Regions from separate parts of the Mus musculus genome. Here region 1 is linked to region 2. A link is a contact called in public HiChIP or PLAC-seq data. All regions are on one chromosome and are shown on one strand. Each heading gives the region's core, a stretch centred on a gene start, on an enhancer-like site or on the middle of the called end of the contact. The rest is flanking DNA. Distances are from core to core; before and after follow the strand shown.

Region 1 (5,792 bases), core at 2,598-5,097, 230 kb after region 2:
TGAATATAAGACTGTAAGCACTGACAGAGAGCCACCCTGCCGTGTGTGTGTGTGTGTGTGTGTGTGTGTGTGTGTGTGTGTGTGTAGACAACTCAACAGAATATGTAGCGATCCTTAACTCTCCATTTTTCAGATTAAAGGTTTCAATAAAGATGTGTGCTATAAAGTAATTCTGACTGAAATGAAACTTAAAGTGAACCTCCATGAGGTGGGAAAAAAAATTAGGGAATGAAACCACAAGCTTTGAGCATTAAAAAAACAAATCAATATTTTAAAAGTTTATATAAGGTACTTATACAACAAGTTGTACATTTTTTCCTTCCGATTTTGGGTATCCAGGAGCAGTTTCCTGGCTTTGCTAGATCCCGAAGAAGGCGGGTGAGCAAGATCAGGAGAGGAAGCTTTGAATTCTAAACAGAACAAAGGATTTTGGGTTTTTTTCTTTGATGAATGGTTACAATTTCATTGTAATTATGCAAAAAAACCTAGCTTCATGTAAGGACCAAAACCCAAGGAACTCCTCATTTCTATGGAAACAAGGACAATTATTTCTTTAGGGAGTTTGGGGGAAGCCTTTGTATTATATCATTTCTCACTAACTTAAATAATTCTCTCTAGTGTACCTCATTGTTTCCAGAATTAATAAACACTGTGTGTAAATATGCACCGACCCGGAAGCTGCTTAAAATTGAGGATGTGTGTTCATGTAATCTGACCATGGTGAAGCCATCTTGCTGGACAGTCACAAGGATGATTTCAAAGAAGAAAAGAAAAGAAGCGAAAAGAAGAGAAAAGAAAGGAAAAGAAGAAATCGTGGAAAGGAAAAAGGAAGACATCTCGCAGGGGCTGGCGATGGTAACCGCCCCAGCTAGCACCTTGAGAATTACCATGCCAGGCAGCTCCCATTCAATTCCAAGCCTCATTGATTATGCCTTAAATAACCAGCAGGGCGGATCCGCGTGGGCATTTTCGTTACTCTTTCACATTAGAATTTTGGATATGATACTTTTCCTCCAGTAAAACCATCAATTTTACCCTCTTTAGAATTATAATGTCTCAAATAAGGAAACATTAGCCTTTACGGCTTCTCTGGAAGAGGCATAAAAGCTGATTTATATCTATCTAATGACAAGTCAGAGGAAGGGGTTGGAGAGCCAGTGCTTAAAAAAAAAAAAAAAAGAAAAAGAAAAGAAAAGAAAGGCACAGAATTGCTGTTTACAGCAGAAGAAATAGTTTAATGTGGGTCATTTTGTGCTGTATGCTAATAAGATTAAAATGGTGGTCACTTGTTTTCCACTACAAGGATGAGATTAAAACTAACCATCTTTGCTGAGAAAAGGCCACGGGGACTGTTTTTGCATTTGCGCCCCCAAGACGATTCCCCTTACTCAATTGATGTACAGTATCTTTTTAAGAAACAACATCTTTCAGCCTTGCCATTTTTATCACCTTCATCTAGAGTGCCTGCTGGCAGATGAGCAGCATGTCAGAAACGGGTGAGGAACACGAAGATATACAAGTGTGAATTTCACGAAGCCTGATGCTCCTACCATGCCATGTATTTTTGGCCACTAAAACACTCTAAGTACTTAGCTTCCACACTGCATGGAGCGCATCTCATCCCCAGTAGCAATTACAGCCCGAGTCCAGCTGTAAACCCCTGAAGGAGATGCTGTGCAGACTCAAAGAACCAGAAGCACAATTCATTAGGGGCGCTTCGCCTGTTTTCTGAAGTGGTTTTGCTACGGGCATGTACTGACAGGCCTGGGTCAGCCCCAGTCTCCTCTCCTCTGCACTCCATCGAGGGCAAACTCCCTCCCGGAAAAGTAACCCAGAAACTCAAGATTACCTCGGATGTCATTTAAGCCCTCTGTAATACATGAAAGGGAAAAAATCAGATCGGAGCCGAGCGGATGAAAGGCTGACAAGTCACCAGGCAAAGCGCTCTGAGACTCCAGTGCTCTGTTCTCATGCTCCAAAGAAGAAACTGAGACAATCAGACGAGGCCTGAAGTGAATGAGGAGTGCTGCGCAACAATGGGCAGATCAGGAATCTTACCAGCCTCGCACGTAAGGAAGTGTATATGTATGGATGGTGTAGGTATAGAGGCGAAAGCATTTGCAACGCAGGTAAACGCCTCTCAGGATCTCAGCCTAGGGAAGGGACCACCAGGTCAGTTAGGGATCCCGATTTTCAACCCATGATGCAGTGCAGTGGTTGGAAGTGGGTGGGGAGAGTGGAGGTGGGCGCAGCCACTGGAAGAGAAGAGTGTCTGCACCTGCATGCCCCAGGGTGCTGATTACAATCTGTGGGGTGCAGGGACAGAGGGAGCTCCTGTCACTGAGGGCTCCAGTGGCTTTTCTTTGAGCATCGATGGATAGAGACATGTGATGATTAGGCTGAGCAGGGGCCCAGATCATCAATGAGGAAGGCTATTAACACAGATTAACAAGGTCCCCTTTAGGTTTCTTTGTAAACGATGGCTCATCTGTTACCTTAAATAAGACACTAGTCACTCACTCCATTAAAAAAAAATGTTTGGAAATATTAAAAGCTGAAAGCTAGCTCCTTCAACAAATTGTGGAAGAGAAGCAATTGCAAAAAGTCAAATGCATTATACTTTAGTTTGGGTGTTCAGTTTACAAAAATTAAGTGGTTTGAGCTGGCATATGAACAATAAATAAAATTCCAGTTATAACTGCCTTAATCTTCATGTGGGTTTGATAATATCTCCCTGTGTTTTTCCCAGTCTGATCTGATATAAGGAATATCTTCATCCAATATTTTACATGATGCTAGAAATTCAGGTTAAACAAACAAACAAACAAACAAAACACCACAGCGGCTAGGACAAGGCACATTAAGACAGAGAATGTCTGGCAGCCATGTTGGGAAACTCACTCTGAGGACATGTTACATGGATTGTGAAGAAAGCATGATGCTTAGAATAAATGGATCTGGAGTACTGGTTCAGTGACTTCCACTTTCACACTAGCCAGGTCTTTCTTTGCCTTGTCCTAGGAACTCAGAGGAGATACAAGAACGCAACATGTATGCCCAGTTGGGTCAGGATGCTTAAAGTGAGAGCTACTTGTCTTGATTTTCTTTTCTATCTCTTCCCCATAGCACAGGGTGGTTGGGGATCTAACTCAGTTGACAGCGTGATAGCCTAGCATGCTATAAGCTCTGGGTAAAATCCCCAGGACCACATAACCAGCCAGAAACAGCAATACACACCCGTGAACCAGCATGCTGGCGGTAAAAGGAGAAACAACAGAAATTTAAAGTCATTTCCCACAAAACTCATCTGCACAAGGGTTGATCTTAGAGGTCACTGTTACTTCAAGGTTAGGTTAAAGTACAATGTTCTGATTTTCTGAGCTAATCCAATAAAGAAGACTACCATAAGCATGCTTGAAAAAAATATTTGTAAGGGGGGGCAATTATCTTTAGTAGGTAAAAAAAATTTACAATTAAAGTTACGATTCTGTAAATATAAAAGGGTTCTTGGTGATTCTTTAAAAATGGAACAATTTTACTTTATAAATAGGCCCGTTTGTGTTTATGAATTCTAAGGACCAAATGATGCCACTAATTACTTTGTTGTATTCAATTTTTGGACCAGTTTGCTGAGTTGGGTTTGTAATGCAATAAACTATGCCTGAATGGTCTGTTTACGCCACAGCAAGCTACAAGGGAAACACTCTCTCCTTAAAGGACTTGTCTCTTTGAAATGCACAAAATGGCAAAAAGCCAAGGGCAGCTGGTGCTTAAGCAACCAAGACTGAGCAGTGCCTGCGTGCATTTCACTCTCAGCCAACCGAAGTAAATGTTATTGGAGCCTTTGTGCTGTAAAATGCAGCTTTCATGCCCACTGCATCTGACAATGGGATTCCTTGGATGGCAAGGAGGGAGAGAGGCTGCTGTTCCTCGCAGCCAGACTCTTACATTCCTTCAAAGGGGGCAGTGAAGTAGGGGAAGCCCAGGGGCTCTTAAGGCGAAGAGCAAGAGACTCAAGGCCCTGCATCTGGACAGAGAGATGCTAAACAGGGAGGAAAAATAAAGAAGTGTTTCTATTACATTCTGAATAAGCATAGGAAACTGGAAAGTTCAAATTCCTGCTTCTAAATCTCTCTCTCTCTCTCTCTCTCTCTCTCTCTCTCTCTCTCTCTCTCACACACACACACACACACACACACACACACACACTTTATATGTTATAAATATGCAGTAAAATTCTGAATTGGTAACTGAAAATTTCAATACTTACAAAATTATAAACTCACAATTTACAGTTTGTAAGTCAAGGTATTAAGTGGACTGTTGCACTTTGCAGGGTCTCAATTCAAGGTCTGTGGGCACATGTAGGTTGGCATCTTCATGCTTTTTCTGTGGAGTACTGGTTTCTCCTGACATGTTATTGCTCATGGAGTATAACGCGTTACTTCTGACTTCCGTCTGTCCCTGCCTAGGTAACTAGGCAGCATTTGTGACGAACCTGACTCCTCACATGGTCGCACAGCACACAGCGATGCATTATTGGTTACCATGTTACTCCAGGGCTCACTTATTGACTGCCTACCATCAACAGAACTATACTCCTACTTCTTCAGTTTGAAATATATTACAGCCCCAAATTGAGATAGATATTTTCTTTAAATATACCCAAATTAATTTTGGGGCAAGTGGGGGTAGGGTTGAGACATGGTTTCTCTGTGTGTCTCTAGCTGTCCTGGAACTTGCTCTGTAAAATTTCAGGCTGGCCTCAAACTCAGAGATCTGCCTGCCTCTGCTTCCTGAGTGTTGGAATTAAAGATATGCACCAGGATCCAGCGCCCAACTAATTATTTTAAAGCATCCACAACTACGACATTTTTCCAGAAGTCTACCAAGGCAATGTTTACTGCAGAAGTGCACTACCTTAAATTAGACGGAACTAGCTCAGCAGTTACCAGAGGGGCAAGGGTAAGACGGCATTTCTTGAGTTTTTTAAATTATTATTTTACTCTGTGCATGGGTATTTTGCCTGCATGTATGTCTGCACCGCATGTGTACGTGGTACCCAGGGTAGGGCATCAAGTCCCCTGGGACTGTCTTTACAGATGGTTCTCATGGGCTGTGTTGGTTCTCGGAATGGAATTGCATTCCATTGGTCCACTGCAATTGCAGTAAGTTCACATAACCACTGGACCATCCAACTCCTCCGCCCCACATTTCTGTTCTTTTAACTTTGATGGGTAAATTGTCAGTCGTTGGGACGCAGTTATATTTGTAGTTTATATAATAATAAAAGAGAACTTCACGGAACACTACAGAGTGATCTGGGATCAAGTTGCCCGGTTAGTCACAAGCTAACTCCATTAAGTGGATTATCATGTTAATTCGGACTTTCTGTTTACCATGCATCTCTCACAAGACCACTGCCATGAGCGAAGGAAGTCAGTAAGTTCACTGATCTGAAGACCTGAGAGAGTTCTGCCTTCGTTGCTTAGGGCATAAAAAACTAGGGAGACTGCCATAGTTCCACCCCCACCCGCCCTTTCCCTCAACCTTCCAAGGTGCTCACTGGTGTAAGTTTAGAACAGTGCAAAAACAAAACAAAACAAAACAAGGGATATAAATCACCCAAAAGAGAGGAAGAGTTTAGAAAGAAAAGGAGGGATGTGGAAACTCAAAATTAAGGCTGCAAAGAAGACAAATTAAACACCGTCCCCGCAAAGCACGAATAATATAAGGGAGTGCCAGAGTGCGCTTTGTTTCATAATTCTTTTGATTATTTTTTTTTCCTCTAT
Region 2 (6,127 bases), core at 1,113-3,612:
GGCTCACTCCTCAAGGGTGTCACCAGATGTTGAGACAGGATCTTACTCCTCCAAAAAGCCAGAGTCCTGAAAACTGAGGACAGACTTGTAGAAAGATTGTCACTCCCTTCCCTATTTCTTGTGAGCCGTGCTGCTCGGACCACTCAACGTCTCCCTCTATGTGCTTTGCAGAATTGCGTTTCAGCGATGGAGAATAATGCTTAAATCTCAAGCCTGACCTTGGAGATAATGTCACAGCTGAAGTGAGACTTTGAAACCTGCTTGCTCATAACCTTTTGTCAATAAGTTGGAGATGAAAGACTCTCCTTCCCTGTGATATCCTCAACTGTCAAAATCACCTGGCTTATCAATGGACCAGCATGGCTTTCCCCCTAAGGTGAAGAAAAGCAGACACAATGTTTTTTTTTTTTTAAATGGTTACAACCCAGGCAGCTCTTGCTGGGGTCATTTCAGAAAGAGAGAATTAAGGGAGAGAAAAGGGGAGGATGTAGAGGCAGGAGGACCTGGGAACGACTTTTAAGGAGTTAATTTCTGAACTTGGCACAATAGGCTTCCCGTCCGTTTATCTGGGAGGGAATGTTGGGATGAAGTGGATCTTCACCAAAACTGTTGCTAGTCACCTCGTGACAAGAACCTGAGGTGGAAGAGCTCAGAGTTCCGATGAGCAGGTCTCTTTTCAGCTCAGGTCACTTTCCCTCCCTGGGTGTTTACACTCCCCTCACCTTGACAGCGTTAAGTTTCGAGAAGCTTTCGGAATGCCTTTCCACTCAGAGGACCGGTTGTAAATCGCGTCCATTCTATGCAGCGAGAGCGATGCTGTCATATGGACATAGCCATTGCTGGTGGGATTCAGGAAATGTCTGCACATGTAAAAAGAATGTGATCTCCCTTCCTAATGCAGGTGGATGCCAGGGGCCACATACAAGTCATCCTATAGGCAGGAAGACTGCAACTGAGCCACTCTCTTGCCCTAGAACTAACAATTTATACTTCTAATTTTAATTTTCCTCTGCTTAGATCCCGGAAGGATTTATTAAATTTGCTTTGTTGAGCCCATTATCTCTAAACTGAATAATGATGTTACTTTTAAGCTCAGCACCAGTCTGTGGTAAATTCTCTATACACAAGGCTCTAGGACTCCTGTAGTGCTCTATGTCAGAATTTTAAGTTGGTTCATTAATGAAAAGGTTTGCTCGATCTACCTAAAAGTTATTAGTAATTAACTGACATCAAGAGACCATTGCTTGTAGAGGTGGTAACAGACGAGAAAAGTGGTAAGAGGATTTTTCATTCTGGGGGCTTGGATCAGAGGGCAGAACACTCTAGCAGCCTTGTCACTACCGTTTTGGAACTTGGGTTCACCCTGTGGTTAAGGTGAGTAGGGATATATAAACAATGTGTCACCTTTCTCCATGACCTTGGTAGGATGACAAAGTCAAAGGAGAGGCTTATGGAAAAATCTCTAATCCCTCCTTTGGATATGATGGGCACTCATTAGCATTGCATGGATGACTTCTTTCCATAGACGAGGGAGCCAAGAAGCTAGAAATATTGGCAGATAGACAGGGACATAAAGCCCATGTCTTGTGACTTATGCAAACACAGCAGGTAGTACCACCAGAGCCGTCTGGGGTGAAGCTATCGCGGCAGGAAAGCTAACTCCCTGATAGAGAGTCTTTGCTCATTTTGGCTTGAACCCCATCCATACTTGGATAACTTGCTCAAATTTCTCTACGTTCTTTCTCCCTCACCTAGAATTTACTGCGCGCTGCGGACTGGAGCTGCAGGCGGAGCTCACTTGTCTTCAGGACAGTGTGATGGCGTTACCTGTGGAAGGGGTATGACCCTGCCAGGCTGCCCTTCAAGGCTCTCGAGGGGGAGGTCCTGCCTCGCTCTGCAGGAGCCTGGATAGCATCCGTGTCACCTGGGTTGGGTGGTGGCATTTCATGGGTGGGCTGTGTCCTGTAAGAGCACTGCTCAGGGGCTGTTTGTTACAGACCGAGCATGTCATGAATCGGCGCCTTCAGGCTTCCTCTTCTGGACTCCCTGTATTCCAAAGAGCACCTTACACAGATAGCTGATTGGCTGTCTACCTGGTAAGAGAAATGGCTGCTTCTGGGATCAGCAGAGACAAAAGAAAAGGCCGTGAACAGGGAGAGGAGTGGGCATGGTTAGGGCTTTGAAGGCAGGCTAATCTCTCTAGGTTTCCTTTAAGTGCTTGTGGGGGCGAGTCACGTGACTAGTAGGCACCTTGCAGTGAATGTAAATACCGATGCACTTTTCATTTCACCGTGGGAGCGAGTGGCATGTTTGGTACCCAGTTCATTATCTAAAGTTCACGTCCACTATTGTTCTCCGAGCTTGCTCGGGACAAGGAAAGCGCTGTAAAGGGAAAGGGTTGGGCTAAGCTCTGCTTTACTGAGTGCCTGGGAGCACACTGAACTCTGATCTGAGAAGAAACCAGTCTCTTTGCCAAGCGGGATGACCTGACTCCAGTAGCATCCACGCTGCCATATCAAGTTGAGGTTGTCACTGTAAAAGCAAGCATGGGGAAGTCTGCCTTTTCATACCAAAATCAAAGCCCTGGTCTGTCAGCCTGGAATTGCTGAACAAAGCAAACCCTAATCAGTAGGTCTATATGTAGATTTAGACATCTCCAGGAGGCTGAGAACCTATCGGGCCCAAACTGATTATTCTAATCAAGTGTTTTAATTAAGCACACTCAATGCCAACATCACAGGAATGAGACCCGATTTCCAGGAGTAATGGGTGATTTTTTTTTTTTTTTCAATTCTTCCTTTACAGTTAGGGTTTGGCTTTGTGGAGGGGGAGTTAACATTTTTCTAAAGTAGGCCAGGGTAGAGACCTCTGTGAAGTGTGCTCCTCCGAGCTGTCATTTTGAAACTAAATACAAAAACAAAACAAGGATCCAAACTCAGTAGGAATGAGAGCTATCATGGGTTTGGGTGTAGATGAATTACAGCCCCAGATCCGCCTCCTTCTGTATCCACGTGAAACACAAAAGCAATTCTGGCTAGTCAAGACTTGAAAGAAACATATAAACGCACACACATTGGGTTGGCTTTTATTGGAATGCCTAGATGCAATCTATAGTCATCAAGTTATGGAAAATTCAGGTCACATATAAAGTTAAGAAGGCAAACGAAAAGAACAATACAAATCAGACAAAAATTTACATCTCAAAATATCATGAAAGCATTTTGACTGGCTTTGCCTAAAATACTTTGAATATCAATTTCTTTTGTTTTTGTTTTTTGTTGTTGTCATTGTTGTAAGCTAATTTTTTTTTGTCATTATACAGGTCCCCCAACCTCCCCCCAAACTCTTAGAAAAAGATCTCTTGTTTACATATTCCCCAAGGTCACTATTTCTTGTAAAAGCACGTCCAGACCACAAGCCTTTTTAGAAAGAAATAGGCTCATTATATCTACTAACAAGATACTAATTGGGTTGATTTGACTTCTAAAATAAGCACCAGGAGACTCTCCAGATCTGTCATTTATTGGTGCCCCTGTAAAGACCAGTCCACGTTGAGAAGGGGTTAAGAGTGTAATTTCACTTCTGTCATGTGGTACACGCTATTCATGGTCAATACATCACAGACATTTCTGAGAATTTAGACTCGGAGCCTATTTCACCCCAAAGTACTTACAGCATGCTAAATACAGTCCTGCAGAAGTCCCATTCAACAGAACTGCGAACACCTAAGTTAACAGTTAAAAAATAAAATGTCCAACAGAACCATGTTTACGTGGTTTGAAATCTCATAGTTTTCTAAATTTGGGCTGCCCAGTACTTGCCAAAGGATTTCCAGGATAAAAAATATTAATGCTAATCTGTGCTTTCATTCTAATAAAATATCAGCATTCATTAGAAGATTAGTTACTTCGGTATAACCTACCACATACACAGCAACAGGAATAGCACTGAGACTGTAAATTCAGTACTATTTCAAAACTTTCCCAGCCAATCTGTTTAATAAACACGCCTACTGTGCAATTTAGAGTATGTGATACATACAAAGCAGTTAGAAAATTATTTTCAATACATCACTTGAACCTTTATATTTACGACATGTTCACTTGCTATATTTGTCACCATTATACAGAGAGGAAAACAGTGTGTACTATAGCTCAATGAACTGAGAAATCTTTTCTAAAAATACTTTTGTGGCTGAATTCAGTGTTCACGAAAGATTCTTCAGAGTGGCCGGGTTGGCACAGAAGTGCACACAGTGGAACCCCAAGCTTTCAGTGGGGGGCGGGCACTGATGTCAGTTTCCTTCCTACTCCACCCAGTACCCCAGGCTACCCCTGGCCAGCACAGGCTGCCACTCAAACCATGCTCTATGATGGTTGGGCCATGTAGGCTTACAGGAGCTTAACTTCCGGTTTTGATCCCACCTGCTAACGCTGACGTAAGGGTCCAACTCCAAGCCTCACAGAGAGTGACCTTGACTGGTTGGTCCCCTCGCCTGGCTCACTACTGCTCGGTTATTGCTATCTCTCCTAGACATTAAGATACATGTTCATGGTTACCATGACATCAAGTCCTTCCCTCCCCACAGAAGTTCCCGAGCATCAGATTGTGGTCTCTTTCCTCCATCACAAAGTGGAGCATCGAGGGACAACAATATAGTATGAAAAGTTCTGGAAGTCGGCTTGACTTTTAGGGCCTAGAGAGGGTCAGAGAGCCTCTTCTCTTGGGTTCTTTTCTCTTTGTCTCCCCTCCCCCACACCCTCCATAACATCTCGCCAGCCTTGGATGTCAACTGGGCCTCTTGGTTGGTAATGGTTGAGGCCAGTGGCTTGGTAAGAAAGAGAAGGACGAAAAGAAGTTCTCTGATTAGCCACCCGCTGAGGACTGCACAGGTCCTATCTATCTAAGTGATAGAAAGTAGCGCATTGTTTTATTTTTTTCAACCTAATACAAAAATATTAACACTTCTGGACATGATAGGCATAAGTTGTTATACCTCTACAATATAATAAGTTATACTGTACAGTTATAACAGATAACAAAAGGTGCAATCCTTTTTAAAAAAATCACACAGTTCACATGTTTTTATCATTTTATTTTTAAGTATAAACTTTTTAAACACTTTACATAAATTAACTCCTCTGAGACTAATATTTGATGTACAGTAAATTGTAATTCATATAAAAATCCATAAACAACTTGTCTCACATAATTTACAAAAAAATCAGGGTTTCCTTTGCTTATCAGTGACAAGGATTCTATTCGTCAGTTTTTCCCTCCCAGGGCAAGCCATGTTAGTAAAATCCATTATTAAATCCCCGCCGAAGCAGACGTCCCTTGTGCCAGTGTCCTTTTACAAAGCAGCACGGGAAAGCAGTTGGGTTCTATAAACAGTAACTTTGCCCCACATTTTAAAATGAACAGATCTATATATATCACATCCTAAGTAGAGATTACTTCCTGTAAGCAAAGGTCGACAATTCAGTAATATCTGGAAACATTGTACGCATTTTTTTTTCCTTTTTAAAACCTTTGTTAAATACAGTGCCTCGAAGGTACAGAGGGGTCATGGCAAAACGTTGCCTTTTTTAATGCTTTTTTTTCCTTTCTCATACTTCCAGTCCAATTGAGTGCAGCGATATGCGTATGTAAACATATTCTTTAAAGCCGATCACCTTTAAGGTCATTCAGAAAAAAAAAAAAAGTTGTCTTTGTTTCTGGTTTGTGTTGCGTGTGTATCTGCGATGTGTCTGTCTGCAGAGCAGTGTCATTTTGGAAGGCTCTTTGGAGAGTCCGGTTTGGATTGTGCTACAGGAGAATCTGCACAGGGGTGGCCCGGGGGTTACCTCTTGCCGATCTCACTTTGTCGCAAGAACTGGATGTTGTTGGCACTGTCAGCCAGCTCGGGGTACTGCTCCACCGACAGTACGTAGTACCCATCGTAGCCCTGCACCTTGCCAGCGCTCAGCAGCTGCCGTTTCTCACCCTCCGTCCAGAGGCGCGCACCCTCCTCGCCGTCGCGCACGCGCTGCTGCTCCCGTGCCCACGCCCGGGCGAGCGCGCGCTGGCGCGCCTGCTCCAGAATGCGCGCCTTCTCCTCGTCCAGCGTCATGCCATAGCGCACATG

Evidence for each region. HiChIP or PLAC-seq counts read pairs in DNA pulled down with a chosen protein or histone mark.
Region 1: an H3K4me3 HiChIP or PLAC-seq map of embryonic forebrain shows a contact between it and region 2, with 3 times the contacts expected there. The contact joins two enhancer-like sites. A contact is called at or near these places in 2 of 484 Hi-C or Micro-C datasets (the N1E-115 cell line and liver), 7 of 115 datasets of contacts at active chromatin or transcription factors (embryonic basal ganglia, embryonic forebrain, embryonic midbrain and 2 more) and 1 of 9 other capture datasets (embryonic stem cells).

Annotation. Positions count from the first base shown.
Region 1 is chr8:48,454,739-48,460,530 of GRCm38.p6, forward strand. All of the region lies in intron 2 of Tenm3 (teneurin transmembrane protein 3), which reads right to left. Among named protein-coding and RNA genes, the nearest start is that of Gm51531, 150 kb to the left of the region's middle. Within about 2 kb of position 3,848, at least 63 of the 459 cell types and tissues checked have an H3K27ac peak or open chromatin away from gene starts, as enhancers often do. A contact at or near this core is called in embryonic forebrain, where this site is marked.
Region 2 is chr8:48,222,604-48,228,730 of GRCm38.p6, forward strand. It overlaps Tenm3 (teneurin transmembrane protein 3), which reads right to left. Exons shown (of 27, transcript NM_001145937.1): 27 at 3,062-6,127. The coding sequence ends at 5,843. Gm32923 (a long non-coding RNA gene) reads left to right here. Exons shown (of 3, transcript XR_870430.3): 1 at 1-376; 2 at 1,756-1,838; 3 at 1,998-2,736. Among named protein-coding and RNA genes, the nearest start is that of Gm32923, 5.6 kb to the left of the region's middle. Within about 2 kb of position 2,363, at least 3 of the 459 cell types and tissues checked have an H3K27ac peak or open chromatin away from gene starts, as enhancers often do. A contact at or near this core is called in embryonic forebrain, where this site is marked.